2 separate regions of the Oryzias latipes genome follow, and region 2 is linked to region 1. A link is a contact called in public Hi-C data. All regions are on one chromosome and are shown on one strand. Each heading gives the region's core, a stretch centred on a gene start, on an enhancer-like site or on the middle of the called end of the contact. The rest is flanking DNA. Distances are from core to core; before and after follow the strand shown. Region 1 holds the start of use1 (vesicle transport protein USE1). Region 2 overlaps LOC101168764 (insulin receptor).

Region 1 (5,442 bases), core at 219-2,718:
CCAGGAAGCCGGCACCCCGGGGACACAGCCGCCGTTGCAATAAAACTATAACTTAACTTTAAAAACAGCATTTGAGTTCAATCTTAAATCTAAATATGCGAAAAACTATAAAGACAAAAATAATTATTTAGGCAATAAAAAACAAAACAGACAAGAAAAATATGTATAAGGAAGGAAAGAAGCAGTAGAAAATGTTTGGGTTCGACACTTTGGAAGAGTTTGATGTCTGAATCTTTCTAGAAAAATCCCAGAATTCTGGTCTTCAGGTCAGCCACACTTTCACATTTCATCTAGAAGACCTGCTGTTAAAGAATTCAGGTTAATTAAGTTTAACAACCGGATGCTATGCGAGCAGATATTTATGTCGGCAAAGGTACGGAACCTTCAGAACATCAGCCGACCTTCCTCATCCATTTGCATCTTCTCACATATTACTCACTTCATCTTTCTTTCTTTTTTCTACACCGCTTACGTTTTCAGGACATTTTTAACCTAAGTTCTCCATCAGCAGCTGAAACTGAAGATCAGCCAAACAGATTCTGGATCAACCTTTAAAATGCAGCCGACCTGGAGACCAGAACCCTGAGAACACGACCAGGACGAGCCGGAACCTGAGAAAAATACGACATGTGAAAGAAAAGCCTTTTTCTGAACTAAAGACACAAAATGGACTGTTTGGCACTAAAACAACAGAAGAGGAGCAAGCTCCGGCTTCCTACCACCGTCCAGAAACATGCTTGACAGGTCCATCTAAATTATCCATAGGTGTGATTGTGAGTGTGAGAGTGCATGGGTGTGTGAGTGTGAGAGTGCGTGGGTGTGTGAGTGTGAGTGTGAGAGTGCATGGGTGTGTGAGTGTGAGATTGTGAGAGTGCGTGGGTGTGTGAGTGTGGCCCTATGACAGACTGGCGACCTGTCTTCACCCGTGAGAGGTCGGGATAGGCTCCAGCAGCCCCGTGACCCCGAAAGAGAACAAACGGATTAGAAGATGAAAAATGAATGAACGGTGTAAACAGCTGCACATGTAGACGAGGACTTAAGAAAGAGGAAAGAAAAAAACAAATGAATGTTTTCCCGCGAATAAACTACTAAATGACTGTTGGCATTTTTAGGCACAATGTGTATCATACTCTGCAAATTTCCTTAAGAAATCTGGTTAAACTAAAGTAATTCAGTGCAGCACTCATAAACTACAGCTCAAAGAAACCAGTCTGGTTTTAGTGACGACGTGGCTAACAGCGGCTAATAGCTGCACAGCTAACCCCAACAACACCCACTATTCAGTTCTGCTGCTAAAACATCCCATAATTTCAGACTTCCTTACCTTCTCTAGCCTCCATTCTGTCTCCCCTCGCTTCTCAGACGCTATAGATTCACAGCGAGACAACAATCTGATGAAATTAATCTCCAATCTTGAAGCCATGTTTGACGCTGACACACGGTCGCGGAAATCTGACGTCACAGGAAAAGACCGCTAAGGAGGGGGGGGGGGGGTGTTTCATTTTGAAAGGTAAATTCTAAATTCTCTAAATCTCTACACACTTTGTTACCACTGAAAAATATATCAATAATTTTTTTTAAAGTTTCCTCTGTAGATGTATTTTAGATAGAAATATTATAATCTGTGGATGTATTTCTATGTTCACAACAGGAAGGAAGCCTTTTGTTTTGTTTCTTTGTAAGTCTTCATGTTGCAATAAACTTTTCGTGTTTTAAAATAAATGTTGAAGCATTTCTGGACGCTTGAATTTTCCAATTTTCCCTTTCAGACCAAAAAGAGATTAGAGGTTAGAAAAAAAAAAACAGAGCCAAAAGTAATACACTTGTTTTTTTTTTAAATTAAATATACTTTAGTAAAAGTATAGCAAGTATTCTGTAAAGCTATTTCATACCATTTTATACCATGTATAAAATATATGTTTATAGTATTTTTTACCATGTGTGGGTAGTTTAGGAAGTAAATTAACTGAATTCTTCAGACTAAATTGGAATATTTTAAGTTTACAAAATATATAGATAGTACATAAAAAGTAAAGTTCAAGTATACGGCCTTAGTTAGTAGTAAACTAAGCATGCTCGTAGTATACCTGAATAGACTACTTTTTGCGATGTGAGTACTCACTAGTCCATGCATATGACTAAAATAATTTATATATTTAAATAAGTACTTCTCAGAGTATTTTGCTGACTTGGCAAAAAACCCGGTTCAGTGACTCCAGTGTACAGCTTCTTAATACTTCAAACGTGCATAGTATAAAAGACAAATATGGATTAATCACACATAAGGTTCTGTTAGTAATGGATGTTTAGTGTGACTTTTTGCAGAAAAAGTGCAATAAAGGTCACCGTTCAAAAAGGCAGAATTCAGGGAGTTTTTTTTTTTTGTTTTTTAAACTTGTCTTGTCCAGAACTGAGGGCCTCTTGTGTTGGACATATTTTCAGGGAGTTTTTCTAAACACAGTGAACCAAAACAGAGACTTACCTGAACTCCACAAATCCTGTTCAGCCGGTTATTCTGCATTAATGTCTTCAATGACCTTTTTACTTTGAAAATAATTGGAAGCAAAGCAAAAACCTAAAAAACCAATTAACATGTTAAAATAAAGTCTTTTCTACACCAAAGGCAAACTCAGAATACCCCAAACTGATGAAACACCACCATGTTATTTTATTAAAACGACTACTTCTTTGAGCTCTTCACCTTTTTAAAAAACAAAACTGTAAGATGATTGGCAGCAATGACCTGTGCTTAAGCTCATCATCTGTAGTATTTCCAAAACGACTTAACTAGGAGAAAACCATTTTTTAGACATGAAGGTGTTTTGGAAAGCTGCAGATACTTAGCTCTCTGAATTCAAAAATCCCTTCTGCTCCACAAGAATGTGGCTAAAAAATGAAAGTTTCAGTTTATTTCCTTTATTTGAGAACTAAAAGAGACTGCTCATGTTCTGCAAATGCAGGGAAATAGACGGTTTGAGAAAAAGGAACATGCTGAGGCTGCAGGAGGTTTGTGGGGAGCGAGGGCTGCTCTGAAATGTTCTAAGACACACCTGATCCAGGTAAGCAGTCATGGTTAACAAGAGCTGGAAACTGCGCAGACACATTGGCCCTGGAGGCCCCCATCCTGGGGTTAGATGAAGGATTTAACGTGGTGATCCTGAAGGGAGCAGCAGGAAGACAAAGATTGAACCGCTAAAGGGGAAATGAAAGTGCAGCTGTGAGAGAAAAGCCACTTCTAGGAAACATCTGTAATAAAATAAAGGCTGCAGACGTCAGGAGGAGCATTGGCTGCTGGGTAATGGAGGAGCAGAAACATCAAAGTTTCTAGAGGAGCTAGAATTCTGTCAGTACTACAAGGACCAGAATCCTTTAGCAATTCTTACTGCAAACCTTAACCCTTTAAGGGAAATGTAGGACTTGGTCAAAAATGAATTTTGGGTACAGTGACCCCCCCCCCCCCCCAAATGATGACATCACAGTGGGAAAACCAAAACACAAGTGTTGGGGATATCTAGGGATGACATTATTATGGGATGGCCACAGGATCTACAGCTTGGCACCCATTTTCTGTCAAAGTGTGAAATTTGGTGATTTTCACATTTTCCACAATATGGGAAAACATTTGAATTCAAGCAACCTTCCCAAAATGTCCCACACATCCCAGCAGCTGTCCGAATTCCCTCTCTCCTCCCCAAACAGGGAGGGAATATCCAAAGATCTGGATTTTAAAAACAATTCGGAGACTCCGCTCACTACTTTTTTTTAACGTTGGTGTCACAGATTTCCCAGCGTAAAAACGGATCCATTTACGGAGGCTATTTATGATGCCTACTGATGATGAAAGCGCTGGTTTATAAAAAACAAAAAGATTAATATACATTTTTCTCACAAAGGTTGTTCAAACGCAATGCATTGTGGTCTATATCCGCCACAGTAACCCCCCCACCATCTTGTGCTCTCAAACGATGTCAGGTTTCTGTGAGCTGGTCTGACAATAAGCAAAGGCAGGAGATGTCCAGTAAAGAACAGACCCAGAGATCTATAGAAGCTATATGATGCACTGCAAAGAAGTCCGTGGTGAAGGAATTTGGACACAACCCAAGCCTGGAACTTTGTTGATCAAGGCCATCATATCTTTATTATCCAGCTCTCAAAAGGGCCGTTCCCGTCGCTCAAACGTGTTTTTTTTACTGGAACATTGTCGATACATGAATCGTTGGCTCCTGCTGAATGAAATGATGTGACATACGACACGGACACATCAACAATGTGGGCGTGGTTAAAAAAAACTCCCAGGTGACCAATACATAAAATGGTTGCTATGGCGATAAACCAACAGAAAAGCGGCATTTTGAAAAAAGTGCTTTTTCATTGAATTAGTCAATCCTCCTGGGGGAGGACCCCTCCCTCATGTGGACACCCCTGAGGGGTAGCGCCTGCCGTTCGTAGCTTTAATTCACCTAAAGGTTCAACAAATGTTCAGTTTGGCTTTTATTCTAGAAACTTCTGGCTGTTACATTTTTACAGAGGAAGACTATCAGGAATTAGATGTTATAGATATTATAAAAGTAGAATGACTGCTGTCTGGTCTGCTCCAACATCTAATTTGAAGTCTACAATGCTAAATTCCTAAAGCATCTAAATGGATCATAGACTCATTTTGCAGCTTGAGGGAGAAAAGGCAGAAAAATCCCAACGGATCAGCTCAGCTGTCTCCATTTCTTTACCCTTAGCTGCTCCGACTCCTTCAATCTCCTTTGCTTCTCCTCACAGACCTACACGTTCAGCATCTCTACGCATTAAAGACACAATGGAGGGAATTACAAGCATCACGTTGTGTATTTTCTTCTTAATACCAACAACAGCTGGAATCACTCAGACATTCACTGATAAGACGGCAGACGTCGTCCTTAAAACCCAGACAGGAAGCATTAGTATTACATTTCGTACATCGGCCAGCAGAACGTGGTCTGTCCACACGCGTGCGTTCGTTTGGGGAGAGGCTGCGCTCAGGAAGCCTCACAGGTATGGCGGCGTGTTTTCGTTTCATGGAGAAAGTGGCGTGTGCTGCTCCCGTTTCCCTTTGCCGTCTAAAAGCAGTGACATGTGGTGGTGCAGAAGCTAAAAGAAGAAGTTTGTCCTCAGGATGAAGGCACTTTGGCCACTTCAGCGCAATAAAAACACAAGTCCCGGCTTTCCCTCCCTCCCTTAGCATTATGGGAAATATAATCAACTGGATGGAAAAGGCACTAAGTCGCCGTTCAGTGAGCAGTTTTACTCCTTACAAAAACAAAGGAAGGGAGAGTGCAAATGAAACCTGCAATCATTTTTTCAATTTAGCACAAATAAAAAAAAAAAAAAAAAACTGCGGAAGACGCAGCTCAAGGTTCAGGAAACCCAAACATTTTCAAATGTTAGTAAAGGTGCTTGGCAACAACCTGT
Region 2 (5,409 bases), core at 1,198-3,697, 100 kb before region 1:
CAGGTAGGCCCCGCCCCCTCTAATCCACCAGTCACCAGCCCACCGCTGATTGAGATACGCTGTGGTCCAGCAACTGGCAGAAAGAGGGGGGCGCCACCCGCCCGCAGCTCTGTCCAACTCGGGGTCCTTATACTTTACAGTAAATACAGAGTAAATCGTTTTTCAAAATTCGCGGAATGAGCGCTGTTCTGCGTCTCACGCTTGTGACGTCACGTCATCTGCGGCCACCCGCGAATGGGCGGGGCGCGGATATTAAACCGCGAATGGGCGGGGGATTGCTGTAAACAGAAAAAAAGGGGCAACTTTAGTGAATTTTCATAAAAACTTAAATAGATTCGGGTTTTTTTGCCTAAAATGTTACAAAAACTATTGATTTCTTGATCAACTGATTGTGACTTTTAAGTAAGAATTGAATGGATTTATCCCTATTTTTATTCAAGGTTTCTGAGAAGTTATAAAACAAATTTAGCAGCTCAGCAAAAGCAGTAAATCAGGAGGTCTCATTAACCGTCGTTTTAAGCCCCAAAAGCTCCTCTTATGAACACTCATTATATTTTAAAGTGGAAAACGGCCTTTCTCTTGTTTGCTGCCTATATTTTCTAAAATGCGAAGGGCTGACATGTTGATGCTTCTCTTCTCTGCTCCTTTCACATTTGGTGTCTTTTGTACAAACATCTGAATGTTTAGCCCCTCTGCTTTAGTTGATGGTGGCATTTGAGGTGTGTAAACGATACGTACATGGTGGAGTTCAGGGTGGTGTATCCGGACGGACACTCTGGAATACAGGCCCCTTCATGGATGACGTACTCAACGCAGCTCGCCTCCCGGTCCTGGTTTTGTTTCTTTGTCAGCGAGCACTGGTCGTGGAGCTCCTAAAAGCCAAAAAGCACATGAGTCCTCCATTTCTGCTTGCGTCAAAAGTGTTTTCCTCGTCACCCACCTGGCAAAAAGAGAAGCTGACGCAGCGCCAGCCCCTGAAGACGAAGTATCCCGGAGGACATTTGTCCACGCAGGTGTTTCCATGCTGGAGGTTCCTGCAGGCCACACAGCTGCTGGCGTTGCCCGGCTCCCTGCAGCTGCCCAGGCACTGGTCGTGGCAGCACTGACCCCTGCTGTTGCACGCGCCGTGCTTGCATTTATCCAGGCACGCTGAAGGAAAGCAGAGCCAGAAGAAACGGTTCATATTGCCTTATTACATGCCATGATTCCACAACTGGGATGGAAGTTTAGAATGGATGACAAATATGCAGCCTTCCTATTTCTATTTTGATGGGGGGCGTTGAGGACATTCTGTGTGTTTTATCATGTCATCGGTTGACGTTTCATCCCCGTGCATTACTCTTGTATGGCAAGGGCTTTCGAAATAAAGTTTGAATTGATTTCATAGTTTGTAGGAGTGTACTGAAAAGGTTAATAGGCAAATAAAAACCCCAGAAGCGAATCCGTCTGGCTTTACAAGGCTTTTTACTGTAATGACTGATATTTACCTCCAACAGCAAACACATTTATTCACACTTACAGAATTTACCATATCTGCCCAGAAGAGCTATATTTGTGAAGGAATGCTCGGTGAAAAGGCAGCCTGTTCTTAGCAGCTATGTGTGGATGTAAACATCGCCGCCGGTGCCGAAAGGTCCAACTCAAATTTTAGAAAAGCTCAAACAATAGTGGGACTTTTTTTTTAAGGAAGCCTTCAGTAAAAACACGGTTCTATCCATGATTAGTTTTTCTGTACATAAAGTCTTTAAAAACAGGTTTTTCTTTCCAATGTGTTGAAAACAGCAACGTGTTAGCTTTCTGTGTTTCAGTGTCAGACAATTCAAACGCTTACACAGACTTATAAAGCAAAAACCTGACGTTCAGAATGAAAGACCTCTAAATTATGAGTCACACATCGATCACGCCGATCCAACAGACGAGCGGGTCCCTGTCAGAAACCATGCAAGGGGGGGGGGCACTGTTTTTCAGTCTGAACTGGATTCCAACATCACATGACCCGTCACAGACAAGGATACAGCGAGGACCCCCCTCTTGCCTAAACTGGAAGGCTGCCCAATGTGCTGCCTGAACAAAAGAGAACTGACAGGCTTGTGGGAGGCAAGATGGGAGGGGGGTCGACAGTGGGGTACGGGCTAAAATCATAGGGGCAGGAGGTGAGAATTCCTGTGAGGCAGATTTACTAATAAAGCTAAATAAAAGGCCACATGTGACCTATGGTGTAGTAGTTCATCCAGAGGTCGCTCCATTTTCTTTGCTGAGAGCTGTAAACCTACTATAGCACGCAATCGTCGCCAGCCCTCCCCCGCCCGCCGTGTGTACGTGCTGCAACCGGGGGAGGGCTGCCTGATCCCGCTCCAGATCCACGCCGGAGTGTCACTCCAGCCGCAGATCCACCCTCAGCTTCAGCCAATATATTTGCTGGCTGAGGGATGCAGCTATTCAGTGGCTTCTTCCATTTCAGGGAGGAGTGCTGGCCGGGGTTAACCCTGGCCTTGCTGGGCCAGACGGGGCAAACGCAGCCAAGGAGGCAGCGTTACAGGGAAGGCCGAGCTGCTGCTTTGGAGGACCAAAAAACAAGGACAGACCCATCGACCACTGGACAAAGTCTATTTATTTTTCACTCAAACAAAAAAAGTGCTAATTTATTGAAGTTTTCTTTTAGTTATTACAGATAGAAATTGAGCTCAATGAAAAATGGGATGCAGCAGGAGACTCTTAAACATCAGCACTTCTGCATAAAAAAGAAATGGAAGAGCTAAAAAAGTTAGCTGCTAATGCAAACGTGCTTCCGTCAGCTCATTCATTCATGCACCATCCTCCCCTCGGTCCCTCGCTACTCCTCTCCGCCACAGCGTTACCCAGCCTGCACCAGTGTCTGTCTGCCTGCCTTTCTAGGCCACTGGGCCCCGCCCACGTCCATTCATACAACGCCTTGGTGGGGGGGGGGGAAGGAGGCACGGACAAAGGGATCATTTCACTGACTTCCGAGGAGAAAAGGTGGCATCAGCATCCAGGTCAGGTTATCTGGCATGAAGATAAGCACATGCAAACACGGAACACGCTCCGTCTTATTCAATCATTTGCTCGTGTCTTCCTTCCACACCCGAACGGCTTCCAGTAAAGGTTTTGAATGCGAAGCCAGATCAAAGGTGTGCTGCGTTTACCTTTCATTTGGCCGCAGCAATAAAGAGCTGCTTAGTCCCTGTAATAAGGGAGGGAATCCAGGAGAAGCAGCCAATAGCAGGCAGCCACACACGGCTGCACTTCCTGCTCCTCACATAAAACCTCCCCTTTAATTGGTAGTGTTGTCTCAAGGCAGAAGTGCTGGGAACAATAACAAACATGTTTTTACCCCAGGGCCATTGACTCAGGAGAAAACATGCGCCTCGTCCACACATGCACACAGCTGCTGGGCTCACATCGACTAAAACTGGCCACGGTGGGAGTCCAACGCTTCAAAAGCTTCGCCGTGAACGCTCCGAGCTGTAAGACGTCCACCCTGAGACGGTCGAGGGAGGGGCCGCTAACATAAACATGCTGATTTCTGGGAAGAGGTGTGACGCCATCGCGACAAGCGGAAGTACGGATGGAAAAAAAACAAACGCCTGAATGCACTCACAAAAAAACAAACACTTTTTTACTATTAAGCAGCATATTGTCCTCCTGCAGCAGCTGACTTTATATTATTAAATGCCGGTGGCGCCTCCCTATGTTTACAAACCAAATGCATTTACAGTTTTCCTTCGTTAACCACAGGGGACACGTTCCATAAATAACCGGCAATTGATGCAATCCGTGAAGCACCATTACAGATGTCCAGGGCTGTAAAAGTCCCCAGTTTCTACATTTTTCTCAGAGACACTTTTCTCTCAAAACTCAAAATTTCATAAAAACCAAGTGCAATACTATCAAATGTATAGAAAGATCTGATTGCAATTAGAGATTTATGTTACTCACCAAGTAGCACAAAAAGTCAAATGAAATGACTAGATCAAGAGCCAATCACGACGCAGAACACAGTACGCTTTAAAAAACAGATGGAAAGTTGCACCAAAAAACCCACTAAACAGTGAGAAATGTCTATGAAGACTCATTCATCCAGGTTGATTCCATCATAGTAGTAGGTTTAGGGGTCATCTGGACTTACGGTAGTTTTTAAAGTTAGAAGATGCTTCACCTGAAACTGGATGGTATTGTCAACTTAGCCTGCATGGTTTCGGATCGTTAAGAGTCCTTTGTCCTTGATAAACAGTGAGACGGCAAAATACGGAGCTCTCTGTCTGTCGCTGCATCAATCTTAGCATCTTAGAGGTTTTCCAATGTTTTGCCGATTTCTACTTCATTAGTTTAGTGATTTTCTTTCACCAATCATCATTCACAACACTTATACAGGGTCAGATCAGGATCAGGTTCAAGTGTATAAAAAACTGATTGGAAATGTGAAAAATTGATATCATAAAGTAGAAAAAGTAGGAAAAAATTGAAAACAGTTTCAATCTACAAACTTTACCAAACGTTTGGAGAGAATACAGTAAAACACATCAGAGGAGGGATGACACGGGCGGCGCCAAAGACAGACAATGTTCTGGACCAGAAATGACATCACAATAACCTCCGTCTCCAAATGTCAATCATGTCCTTGTAGCCAATGGGCTCAAATCCCCGCCCCCACGTAAAATCAGGGTCAACATGGAAGCTAAAGTTCTAGGTTGAAACTGTAAACTGAGGACTGAAAGCGAAGAGGAGAAGGAGGTGTTTCTGTTTTATTTTTTACTTAAGTTTCATACTTACCTATTTTTCAAATTCTCAATATTTCTTTCATGTTTACAGAGTGTATCTTTGAATGACACTTTTTTCAAATAAAACAAACCTCAAATTGAAAGTATATTTTCCAATTATCTGTTCTTTTTCATATACTTTTACTGATCCTGATTTAACCCCAAACACTAAAGTCAATGACACAATGGAGTTTTGTTCCACACTTTGGTTCACCTTCAAATAACCCCAGACCTTCGCTGTTGAGCAGAACAGGGTTTGCTTGATTCATCTGCACTGGATTCAGGTGAGTGTTCACATTCGGCAACAGAGCATCTAAAGAAACAAACCCTGAATGTTCTATTTTATTGCGCTGGCCTAAACATACAAGCATATGACAGAAGTCATTCCACAGTTTATCCTGACAGCAGGACAGTAGAAAAGATCTCTGTCCTTCAAATGGTTCTATGATGGACATGCCAAAGCCTCTATCAGATTTTACAATCAACAGCACTGTTGCATTTTAAATTTAAAATAGTTTGTTGCTCATCTTTCTGGCTTACGTTATTACTGGACACAGTAAACACGTTAAAAACATTTCACGATCAGATAACAGTGGGTATTTCTGGGAATAAAGGCAATCTAGAAAACTGA

What was found. Hi-C and Micro-C count contacts between places; a contact is called where the count stands out from the background.
Region 2: a Hi-C map of embryo shows a contact between it and region 1, with 3 times the contacts expected there. The contact joins the enhancer-like site here to the promoter of use1 in region 1. A contact is called at or near these places in 3 of 5 Hi-C or Micro-C datasets (embryo and gastrula embryo).

Annotation. Positions count from the first base shown.
Region 1 is chr4:32,658,572-32,664,013 of ASM223467v1, reverse strand. It overlaps use1 (vesicle transport protein USE1), which reads right to left and starts at 1,468. Exons shown (of 8, transcript XM_023954637.1): 1 at 1,325-1,468. The coding sequence starts at 1,423. It overlaps myo9b (unconventional myosin-IXb), which reads right to left. Exons shown (of 43, transcript XM_023954632.1): 43 at 4,112-5,442.
Region 2 is chr4:32,759,734-32,765,142 of ASM223467v1, reverse strand. It overlaps LOC101168764 (insulin receptor), which reads right to left. Exons shown (of 23, transcript XM_023954639.1): 3 at 941-1,149; 4 at 739-872. Among protein-coding and RNA genes, the nearest start is that of LOC101168764, 57 kb to the right of the region's middle. Within about 2 kb of position 2,447, at least 8 of the 8 cell types and tissues checked have an H3K27ac peak or open chromatin away from gene starts, as enhancers often do. A contact at or near this core is called in embryo and gastrula embryo, where this site is marked.